Linked DNA regions of Sus scrofa: region 2 is linked to region 1. A link is a contact called in public Hi-C data. All regions are on one chromosome and are shown on one strand. Each heading gives the region's core, a stretch centred on a gene start, on an enhancer-like site or on the middle of the called end of the contact. The rest is flanking DNA. Distances are from core to core; before and after follow the strand shown. Region 1 overlaps DAD1 (defender against cell death 1). Region 2 overlaps LOC102158035.

What was found. A called contact is a pair of places that touch in the nucleus more often than the background predicts.
Region 2: a Hi-C map of fibroblasts shows a contact between it and region 1, with 3 times the contacts expected there. The contact joins two enhancer-like sites. A contact is called at or near these places in 1 of 5 promoter capture datasets (liver), 18 of 47 Hi-C or Micro-C datasets (adipocytes, alveolar macrophages, brain and 12 more) and 1 of 2 datasets of contacts at active chromatin or transcription factors (skeletal muscle).

What each region holds. Positions count from the first base shown.
Region 1 is chr7:76,457,120-76,462,259 of Sscrofa11.1, reverse strand. DAD1 (defender against cell death 1) reads right to left here. Exons shown (of 3, transcript NM_213944.1): 3 at 4,857-5,092. Among named protein-coding and RNA genes, the nearest start is that of DAD1, 28 kb to the right of the region's middle. Within about 2 kb of position 2,124, at least 17 of the 83 cell types and tissues checked have an H3K27ac peak or open chromatin away from gene starts, as enhancers often do. A contact at or near this core is called in retroperitoneal adipose tissue, where this site is marked.
Region 2 is chr7:76,689,612-76,694,684 of Sscrofa11.1, reverse strand. All of the region lies in intron 2 of LOC102158035, which reads left to right. It also overlaps the pseudogene LOC100626750. Among named protein-coding and RNA genes, the nearest start is that of DAD1, 260 kb to the right of the region's middle. Within about 2 kb of position 1,389, at least 22 of the 83 cell types and tissues checked have an H3K27ac peak or open chromatin away from gene starts, as enhancers often do. A contact at or near this core is called in retroperitoneal adipose tissue, where this site is marked.

The DNA.
Region 1 (5,140 bases), core at 875-3,374:
AAGACAGAGTAACACAGATAGACCTAGAGATTATCATACTAAGTGAAGTTAGTCAAAGGCAAACATCAGATCACTTATATGTGAAATCTTAAAAAAAAAAAAAAAAAAGACACCAATGAACTTATTTGCAGAACAGAAAGATTCAAAGATTTTAAGACAGATTTATGGCTACCAAAGGGGACAGGTGGTGGGTGGGATGGCCTGGGGGCTTGGGACTGGCACATGCACGCTGTGACACATGGAATGATTAGAATTGCTGCGTAGCACAGGGAACTCTGCCTAATATTCTGATAATCAATATGGGGAAAGCAATCTGGAAAAGAATGGATGTGTGTATATGTATAACTGACTCACTTTGCCATACAGTAGAAATTAACACAACATTATAAATCAGCCACAGAGAGTTGCTGTTGTGGCTCTGTGGAAAACGAATCTGACTAGCAATCATGAGGACGCAAGTTTGATCCCTGGCCTCACTCAGTGGGTTAAGGATCTGGCATTGCCATGAGCTGTGGTGTAGGTTGCAGACATGGCTCGGATCCCACATTGCTGTGGCTGTGGCATAGGCCTACAGCTACAGCTCTGATTTGACCCCTAGCCTGGGAACTTCCACTTGCCACGGGTGAGGCCCTAAAAAGACAATAAATAAATAAATAAAATAAAAAACTGTACTTCAGTAAAACGTAAAAAAAAAAAAAAAAAAAAAAAAAAAAGGCAGAGCAGGTCTGAATAGCAGACCCCAGGGTGTCTCAGGATCCCTCAGGATCTCTCTCTCTCTGGGGAAAAAGGAAGACCTGATAGTGCTCACCACAGTCCTTTAGCTGAGAGCCAAGAAAACTGGCCATGCAGCTGAGGGAGAAAAGCAATACATGTAGACAGTTCTCCGAGTTTCTGGCAACAGCTCTGAGGGTACCAGTATATTTGTAGAGCAGTTCCATTAACAAGGTACTTTCACGTCCATTTTGTTGGGACAACAGTGTGAAGTATTATTATCCCCATGTTTATTCTACCATTTTTCTCATTCAAAGCCTAACCCAAATGCTTTGGAATCAGACAGAAATAAGACTCGAACCCTAACACCTGCGGTCTGAGTTTCCATTTCCTCATCTAGAAAAGGAGACCATGACCTCCCTCCTCCTGGGGTGACAGGAGACGTGAAGACAGGGCAAATGACAGGACCCATGATACCAAGTCAGACACAGGGTAGACACTCAGCAGTAGCTCCTCACTCCTGGACCACAGGCCTGTGTCTTCTCTTCCTTAACATCGAGCCCTCCGTAGCTCAGTGCCTGGGTGCCTAACTATTGGCTAACTTTTAGAGACCAGAGGCCCACAGGTCAACAGTTAAGTGGCAGAGCAGGTCCTTGAATAAACACACCTTCAGGTCCGGCAAAGTACTTTTTCGAAAATACACCTTTTTTTTCATCCCACTGACAAGTTTTGCATAAGCTTGAGCCCACTTATTAATTCAACCTAAGCAAATAAAATACTTTTTTTTTAGCTCCTCCAAAGTCCTCCTTCTTTTTTCTTACTCCCTCATTTGAGATCCTGTTCTGTGTTTTCTCATGCAGGAAAAATCTATTTTTTGTATTCAATTTTTTTAAATTAAATATCATCAGAAAGTTACATAGCACTCAAATTTTAAATGTTCAGAGCTGCCAGTCCAGATGTGAGGACAGGGTCACACCGAGTTCGTAGGCAAGCTCCCCAGCCCCTGGCAACCACCAGCGCTGGTTTGCTGAGCCTCTAAAACCAGAGAGCAGGCCTCTCTGACCTCCTCAAGCATTTTCAATTATCATAACAAAAATGTTTTGAAGCCTAAGATGAAAAGGATATGATCAAAGAGGCCAAAGGTATTGGCTGCTAAAAGAAGAAAACACAAGAGATGCTTTCCATGCGATAGGGCGCAGGAAATGTGTGGGCAGGAGGTGCTGAGGGCCGAGCTTCCGTCACTGCAAAGAATGGCAGGGAACAGACCATGTACAGTGCTTGTGGCAAATGGCTTCCGGCCCCACAAAAGAGCACAGAAAATAAAAATAAACTCACCCCATAAAGGCACTGAGCTAGAGGCAACAGTTAGGCTAGGATTTAGCTTACTCTGTGCCATGGTACTCATAATCCACTCTTTCAGCATGCAGCACTAGGCACCCACGTGTAAGGCCCATGGAGGCACCATCACACCCCAGCTGGTAGAAGGAGAGATCCAGAGACCATCAGAGGCGTCACATGAAAAGATTACCCATCCTGGTTCAGTACCCCCTCATCTACCATGAGTTTAACTAATTTCAGCTAAAAAAAAAAAAAAAAGACCTAAGAATCAGAAACTCAATTAGCAGGCTGTGGAGTAAAGCATTTTTTCAAATTCGAATGGTTTTGCAGCTAACTCTTCTGCATACAGAGAACCACTGAGCAAGTGAACAGAAGCCTAAAAACGAGTTGTAATGAGTTTTCAACTAAATCTAAACTGAAGATACCAAAAACTGCCTATAGCAAATGATGAGAAGACATACCAGAGATGAATGTTTTCCAATGATGGTCACTGGTTTGGACAAATCACCTAATAACCCAATAAGTGGGAGCTTAGTATCTGCCTCATGTATCTCAAGATCATTGGCAGACATTAAACAAAATCTGTGTACTAAAAGCTCTGAAGGAGTTCCATAGTAGCTCAGTGGGTTAAGGAGCCAATGATGTCACTGCTATGGCTCAGGATCTGGTGTTGTTACTGCTGTGGTGTGGGTTCCATTCCTGGCTCAGGAATTTCCACATGCACCAAGCACAGCCAAAAAAAAAACAACAACCCTCTGAAAACTGTAATGTCTTCCTTGATAAAATTACTATTATTCCCAGTTTTCAACTAATTTATCTTAAAGTTCAGGTGCTAAGTTCCCACCATGGCTCAGTAGTTAATGAACCTGATTAGCAACCATGAGCACATGTGTGCGATCCCTACCATCGTTCAGTGGGTTAAGGATCCCACATTGCTGTGGCTGTGGTGTAGGCTGGCAGCTACAGCTCCAATTTGACCCCTAGCCTGGGAACTTCCATATGCTGCAGGTGTGGCCCTAAAAAAAAAAAAAAAAGACAAAAGACAATAAATAAGTAAATAAATAATAAAAAATAAAGTTCAGATGCTTTTCTTATTTAAAATACCTATTTACCAATCCAGACTAAAATAATTCAGAAGCCTCCTTATCAGGAAGTACATCTGTACATAAAAATTTTAAGGCATATTAAATTAAGTCATAATTTTAGTGAACTAGTATCCCTTGGAATGGCAAGCCATGGTCCAAGGACAGTGATTTTTATAAACAAAATTTTATTGGACCACACTGCCAGGCCATTCATTTAAGAAAAAGCTTGCCGGAGTTCCCATCATGGCACAGGGGAAACAAATCTGACTAGGAACCATGAGGTCACGGGTTCAGTCCCTGGACTCACTCAGTGGGTTAAGGATCCGGCATTGCCATGAGTTGTGGTATAGGTCGCAGACGTGGCTCGGATCTGGCCTTGCTGTAACTGTGGTGTAGGCCAGCAGCTGCAGCTCGGATTAGACCCCTAGCCTGGGAACCTCCATATGCCGCAGGTGCGGCCCTCAAAAGCAAAAAAAAAGAAAAAAGAAAAAAGAAAAAAAAGAAAAAGCTTGCCAACTCCTGATCTAGAGTGAGTCTCAAACTTCAGCGTGTATCAGAGTTACACAGAGAGCTAATGAACACAGAAAGCCAAGCTCATTTTTACTAAGTTCCCAGGTAGTTGTGACATACACCAAAATCTGAGAACCATCATTCTGGATGGGTGCTTCTAAAACTATAATATGCACAGGAATCACATGTAGACGGTGTTGAAGATTCTGCTTCAGTAGGGCCTAGGGTGGGGCTCGAGAGACTCCTTTTCAAATAAGCTCCCAGTGTGGTCAATACTGCTGGTCAATGGGCTGTAATTTAAGGAGCAAGAATCCAGAGCAGTGCTTCTCTGATTTGGCTGCACATGAGAATCTCCTTTATAAGGTACAGACGCTACCCCCAACTGATCTGTGGTGTGCCCTGGGCACTGAGGTTTCATTTTTAAAACCCCCAAGCAATTCTAAAGTGCAGCCAAGTTGGGAAAGCTCTAGAGCACAACTCACCATCTCAGCAGTCAGCTCAGTTCAAAGAGTGGACTTCTCAACACAGCATATTTTTGATATATAGCACCCAAGATAGAAGGAGGGGTGCTACCATGACACATATCAACCAGGCCTAGACTTCAGCCAGCAGACCTATTGTTCCACCCAAGCACATCATGGACTCTGATCTTAAACAAGTTACAAAGAGGAGCTTCCTCTTCTTCACCTATCTAATGAGAAGCGGAGCCCCCAAGGTAACAGTAAGAGCAAAATGAGAGAACACTTGTGAAGTTGGTTTGGACAGCAGTGTATCCTGTAAGAAGGCATGCACACAAGCCCCACTTTCTGCACTCTTCCTATGCAGTCTAAGAGATACATATTTCACTTTCACCACTAAATCATGTTGAAACAGATATAAATGGGGAAGCACACACTGAGTTAAATTTCTAACAAAGTGCTTAATGATGCAGTTCCAGGAATGCATTGTGTCACAAGAGCGGAACCACCTGCAACGATTGAAGGATTAGTAAAGGATTACCAGCTCCAGGGAAAAGACAAAGGGCTGTCGTTTCCCAGGGATGTCAGCACTGCCTTTGTCATTAACCGCAAATACACTTATTGAAAACGTGGAGGTAGATTCAAAGTTGCAAGTTATCAACTCCTAAAGAGCTCTGCCCAGAGGATTGAAGGAAAAAAAGGGTTTTAACCCCAAAAAAGAATAAAAACAAAAAACAGAGCCAGAGGCAGGGGTAGGAGTGGCATGGAATTCTTTAATCTGGAAGGCAAAAAGGTTACATTTAATGGCAGGCAAAGACTGTATTAATAAATGACCAGTACGAAGTTACAAAGTTATTCTGAGTCAGAAGCCGCGGGACTTTTCTGGGCTCTGTACAATCAGAGTGGTAGTAAGCATAAATCTGAAGAAAATCCATGTGTCCAGCAAACTGCCATCTTAAGAGCTCTTGTCCAGGGGAAATCAGAGTGAACCTGAAAGAAAGAAGCAGAAAGGTAAGAAGAGCTGTTCGAGGTTTCTAA
Region 2 (5,073 bases), core at 140-2,639, 230 kb before region 1:
AATGAATGACAGGTTAATCAATGAATGAACAGTAATACTAAGAAGGGAAAGGAATCTATTACAGATACATCAATGGGCCCTGGAAGACACATCTTAGTCTTATTTTGTCTCCTGACCCGGGGAGCATGACCCACAGCCAAATCCAAGTCCTTAGGCCCTGGGGACCAGAGAGGCCACACATCTCAGAGGGCATTTCACCATCAGTTGGAATTCCTTGGACAACTTGAAGCATTTCCTTCCATAATATGCTCCCCAGCTGTTGGGGAGGATTCCCCTTTTCCCAGAATCCCTGCCTTCTGTGTTAAGCCGTTTCTCTCATGGAGAATTAATGCACGCTGCCTTGACCTTCATGCTTCATCCTTAACTTCTTCTCGATGATAAGACCCTCAAAGGTTTAGACTGTCAGATGCAGCTTTTTGTGTCTACTTCACTGCATATTCTAGAGCTGAGTACATGTACAATGACTCAGTTAATGAGATTAAGGAATGCATGCCAAGGCTTCAAGAGAAAGATGTTAGCTGCTGGGTTGGGTGACAAAATCACCCTGTGTTTCAGTCCCCAGCCCAGAAGCAGGGTGGCCTTCCTCCCTCTTGCGTCAGGGCCCACAGTGATGCACAGGCACCTGCAGCCCCAGCCTAAACCCTGCCCTGCAGCTGCTGCACTCTGTCTGCTCTTCACTCGTGGCCCTCCTGCATTGTCACCATAGTGAGGTGGTTCACTTTACACTGTGTCTTCCACCGTGGGGAGCATTTCACAGCTTTGCACACATCCCGGCATGCATTCCCCAGGTCCCAGACTGATGAATAGTGGCTGAAAACACCCTCTGATGCCATCACTAGCAACGAAGCAAATGTCAAACCGGGCTTGTGGGTCCTGAGTTAAGGCTGTGGGACCCAGGCTGGAGCAAGCTTCCACTTGCAAGGATATTTTGTGGAGATGGGTGGGCAAGAGGCTGAAAAGACCCATGGACTCCCCCTTCTGCTCTGTGCCTTCTCCATCCCAACCTCTGGGGATTCTTCAAGATTGTAGGGGAAATTTTATCTTGAGGTGCAGGACTCTGTCTGCCCCCAGGTCACAAGATTCACCTTGGCTTTTGGCAAGATTTATCCAGCCTGCCAGGTCTTCATGATTTAGAGTCTGGAACTTGGATAGGTTTATAAGAACACTGATGGACCATTATCTCTCCAAAGGAGAAAGGGCCCTCTCAGGCTCTAGGAGGCAGTCCCAGGGTGGTTCAGGCTGACTTTCTGTTGCAACAAGGACTCTCACAAGATCCATAATTGTGTGGTTTGTGTAACTGTTCTCCTCTAGTTTCCAGGGGGCAAGACTTCAGCCCCACTATGAAAATGACAATGCAGAGGAGGCAAGTGGCCACTAGATGGCAGCAGAGGGTAAGAAAAGGGAGTTGCAGGCAGTGCGGGGAGAGTGCTGCTCGCAGCCCCTCCATTTTGCTTACATCTTTAATGAGATATGCGAAGAAAATGAGTCCCTTACATGCCAGACACAGATGCTACAACATATGGAGAGATGCCGCACAGCAATATTTCTCTGGTTATTAAACAGGAGGCACCTAACCAGTCATTCACTGCATCATCATGCAGAGCTGTCCTTTGTGTCTCCAATACTGCTGTTGACAAGGTAATAACAGGAGAAAGCTGTTGCGAACACTGATGCACGGACCTGGGCCTCTGGGCTCGCGGCATCGCCAAGCCAGGATGCCGCCTGGATTGCCAGGAAGCGCGAGCAGCCCAGCCCAGCGGGAACCACCTTGGCAAGGCACACGGTGTGGCTTCTGCTGCCAGACTCAGTCCCGGCAGGGCGTGGGCTGCTCTCTGGTCTCCCTGGCAATCCCTAAGGGCTCATTTATTCAGAACCCGATTACCACCAGACAGCTCAGGAGGCCGACCTTCCAACCACAAACCCCAAATGGGAACAGGAGCTCTAGACATTTTAAAGAGCAAGACATGCTGGCTTTTCTGGCAGAACTGAAGACATATAGTGTAATGAAAATGCATTTAAATTCACATGGATAAGGGCACACTTTTCCCACGCTCCCCAAGCAAAGGTAGGGAATCTGGGCATCTGGAGGGGACATCTCACATATTCTCTTGTGAAACTATTACCAGGGCTGGGAGCAGGCAGGTATTACTATATTTTGCTACTATATCCCACTCATTTTCCCACCCCCCACACCCTACGGCCCTGCCTCCCAGCCTGATCGTTCCTCACTAATTCTCCCACCCTCCCAATGCCAGTGGCTCCTCAAGGCCTCAGTGGCGACTGAGGAACAGGGCACAGGTTAGTCAGCCTCGGCAAGTAGCCCCACTCCTGGGCCCAGAAAGAGAGTGGTCCAAGCTCCCAGGACTTCCCAGAGTCACTCAGGAAGCCACACAACAGCCCTGAAATGAGGGTAAGTAACACAGCCATTTTTCATACAGAGAAACTGAGGTGCAAAGCTGAGATATAGCTTCAGGTCTCCTGGTCTCCCTCCCTTTCCTATAGGTTTGCATCTCTGAAGCAGACTCCAGTGGGCAAGTAATAACAAGAGTTACGCTGCCACTGTTCCCCCCTCTCTCTTAGAAAATGATTCTGGAGTTCCTGTTGTGGCTCAGCAGGTTAAGAACCAACACAGTGACTGTGAGGATAAGGTTTCGATCCCTGGCCTCGCTCAGTGGCTTAAGGATCCGGCACTGCCATGAGCTCTGATGTAGGTTGCAGATGCAGCTCAGATCCCTCCTTGCTGTGGCTGTGGTGTAGGCTGGCAGTTACAGCTCTGATTTGATCCCTAGCCTGGGAACTTCCTTGTGCCACAGGTACAGCCCTAAAAAAGACAAAGAGAAAAGAAAACGATTCTGTGTACTAGAAATCCTCACTTGTCTGTGTGACCTTAGACAAGGTGCTTAACCCCTCTGAGCCTCAATTGTCTCATCTGTAATTTGAGGGGCTAGCAATGGAGCATGACTAGGGTCCCTTCCAGCCCCGCGATCCTGTGGCTTTAATTTTGCGCGTCTCTGCCAGGCCTCAAAGTGTCACACACGATGCTTTGTCCAACAAGAGCCAAACTCAACAGGAGTGAGCAGAATTTCCTCCACCCGTTGATAAGAAATGTGGTTGCGGTTGGAGGCTTGTGGATGTCCTTTGTCCCCAGAGCGAGGGAAACAGGGAGGTTTCAGATGTTATTGACACTAACAGTGGGAGCCTGGAGGTGGTCACACTCTGTGGAAGGACCACGCAGAGTCGTCCCCGTGGGCGGTGGAGATGCTGAGCCAAGACCGGAGGATGTTTTAAAAACTATTTCTCAATAAAAAAAGACCCATTTTATTCTGCACAGGGGTCTGAGGGCAAATCCAGGTCTCCCAGGAGGAATCTCCTCTCTCCCATAATGGGGGATTGGTTCGGCTCAGCTGCTCTGACAAAGGGCTGAATACAGCTTGCAGTGGTACAGGCGGCTCCCTGTAGCTCCCTGTGAAAATGACTCATAGCACTTATGAATATCAAACCTCCTTTGATGTGTTCCCAGACGTGAGGAGCAGCCGCAGGGGGGTGGAGGTGGGCTCTGGATGCTGGCTCTGTGGGGCGGGGCACAGAGGACCTGGGCACATCTGGCAGCATCCTGAAGCTCCAGGAGAAATTCAGGGGAGTAATTACACTAGGACTTCCAGGATAACACAGCTCCCTTTCATCTGTCTCTCTTCCTCTCTCTCCCTCTTTCTTTCTGTCTCCAGCTATGGAAGAATTCGATCCTCCAAGAATTACAACCTGTTTTTATACCTTCACCCTTCCCGCGGGGATAACAATTCAGCTCTCTGAATAAAACTGGTTTTATTGGGCACAAAATGAATTCACCCCCTCGCTGGGCATCTGCGCCAATTGCTTCAGAGCCATAGACCTGGCCCCAGTCAGCCAAGCAGAAGGATTTTCCTCTATAATGGCCATTCTAAACACTCAGCCTTTCGAGCGGCTGCATGGTACCTTGTTCTCCTAATCAGCTTTCAATGATGATTGAATACAGACTTCCCAGTCTCTCTCGTACTGGCAGCTCCCAAGACTGGGTCAAGCACGACATCCGGAGCGCAGCCAGTGCTCAGGCAGGAAGGGAGGGTCAGGCACCCCATGCCTGTTTCAGCTGAAAGCTTATTTCCATGCCAACAGTTCTCCCATTCTAGACAGGGTTCAAGAGGATGTAGGTCCCTGGAAACTTGGGCAAAGGCTTTACAGTTATAGAAGGAGGTAGCAAAGGGAATCTGCTCAGCGCCATTGCCTGCACGCTTTGGTTTTCTGGAATGAGACTGGTTTTATTTTACATTTAAGTTGGGCTTTGACTGAAAAAGTCTCCTGCACTCACAGAGATCACACGCCCCCACAGAGATCTCATGCACCCAGTGCTCATGCCCACATGAAAATAATAGCACGAGCAATGCCATGGCTGTACAAGCACCAGCTCTCCCAGTCCTCACAGAGGCTCTGCATGTGGAGGAGTGGGGGCCAAGTATTATGACCCCTGTTTTACAGATGACGAGCCCAAGTCTCCAAGAAGCTAGGAATTGTTCCTAAGATTGAAAAACAAAGGTAAAAGACCTTGAATTCTGGCTTGCTGGATTCCAAAGCAGCTTCTCTTAACCATGGCACTATGGGGCAATACGCTTGTCTCCAAGGGCACTGGGGGCAATGAAGGAGAGCAGGGAAGGCACAGTTCTTGACTTCTGAAAGCTTCACTTTAACCACACACCAGTGCACACAGAGCTACATACATGTACACAGAGGTCCCATGGCTTATGGTGTCTCCCAAGAATCCTATAACTAAGGTAACTCTGTTCCCTCCATCCTCATCATCCTACTCTCAGACCGCTGCCCTGCATTCACAGTTTGAACCCTGTTCTTATGGTAAAGCCTGGGTTCTTCTACAGTAGGGCCATGGATGCTGGCATGTTATAGGCAACAATGTGAGCGATTCAACCCCTAATGCGTTATGCTACAGTTACCTACCTCCTGAGCTGGTCATTGTTAGTCTTGTATTGCTTTTTCGATTTGGTCAGGAGGTTTCTCTAACCCATGTAGCTCTCTTTTTATGGG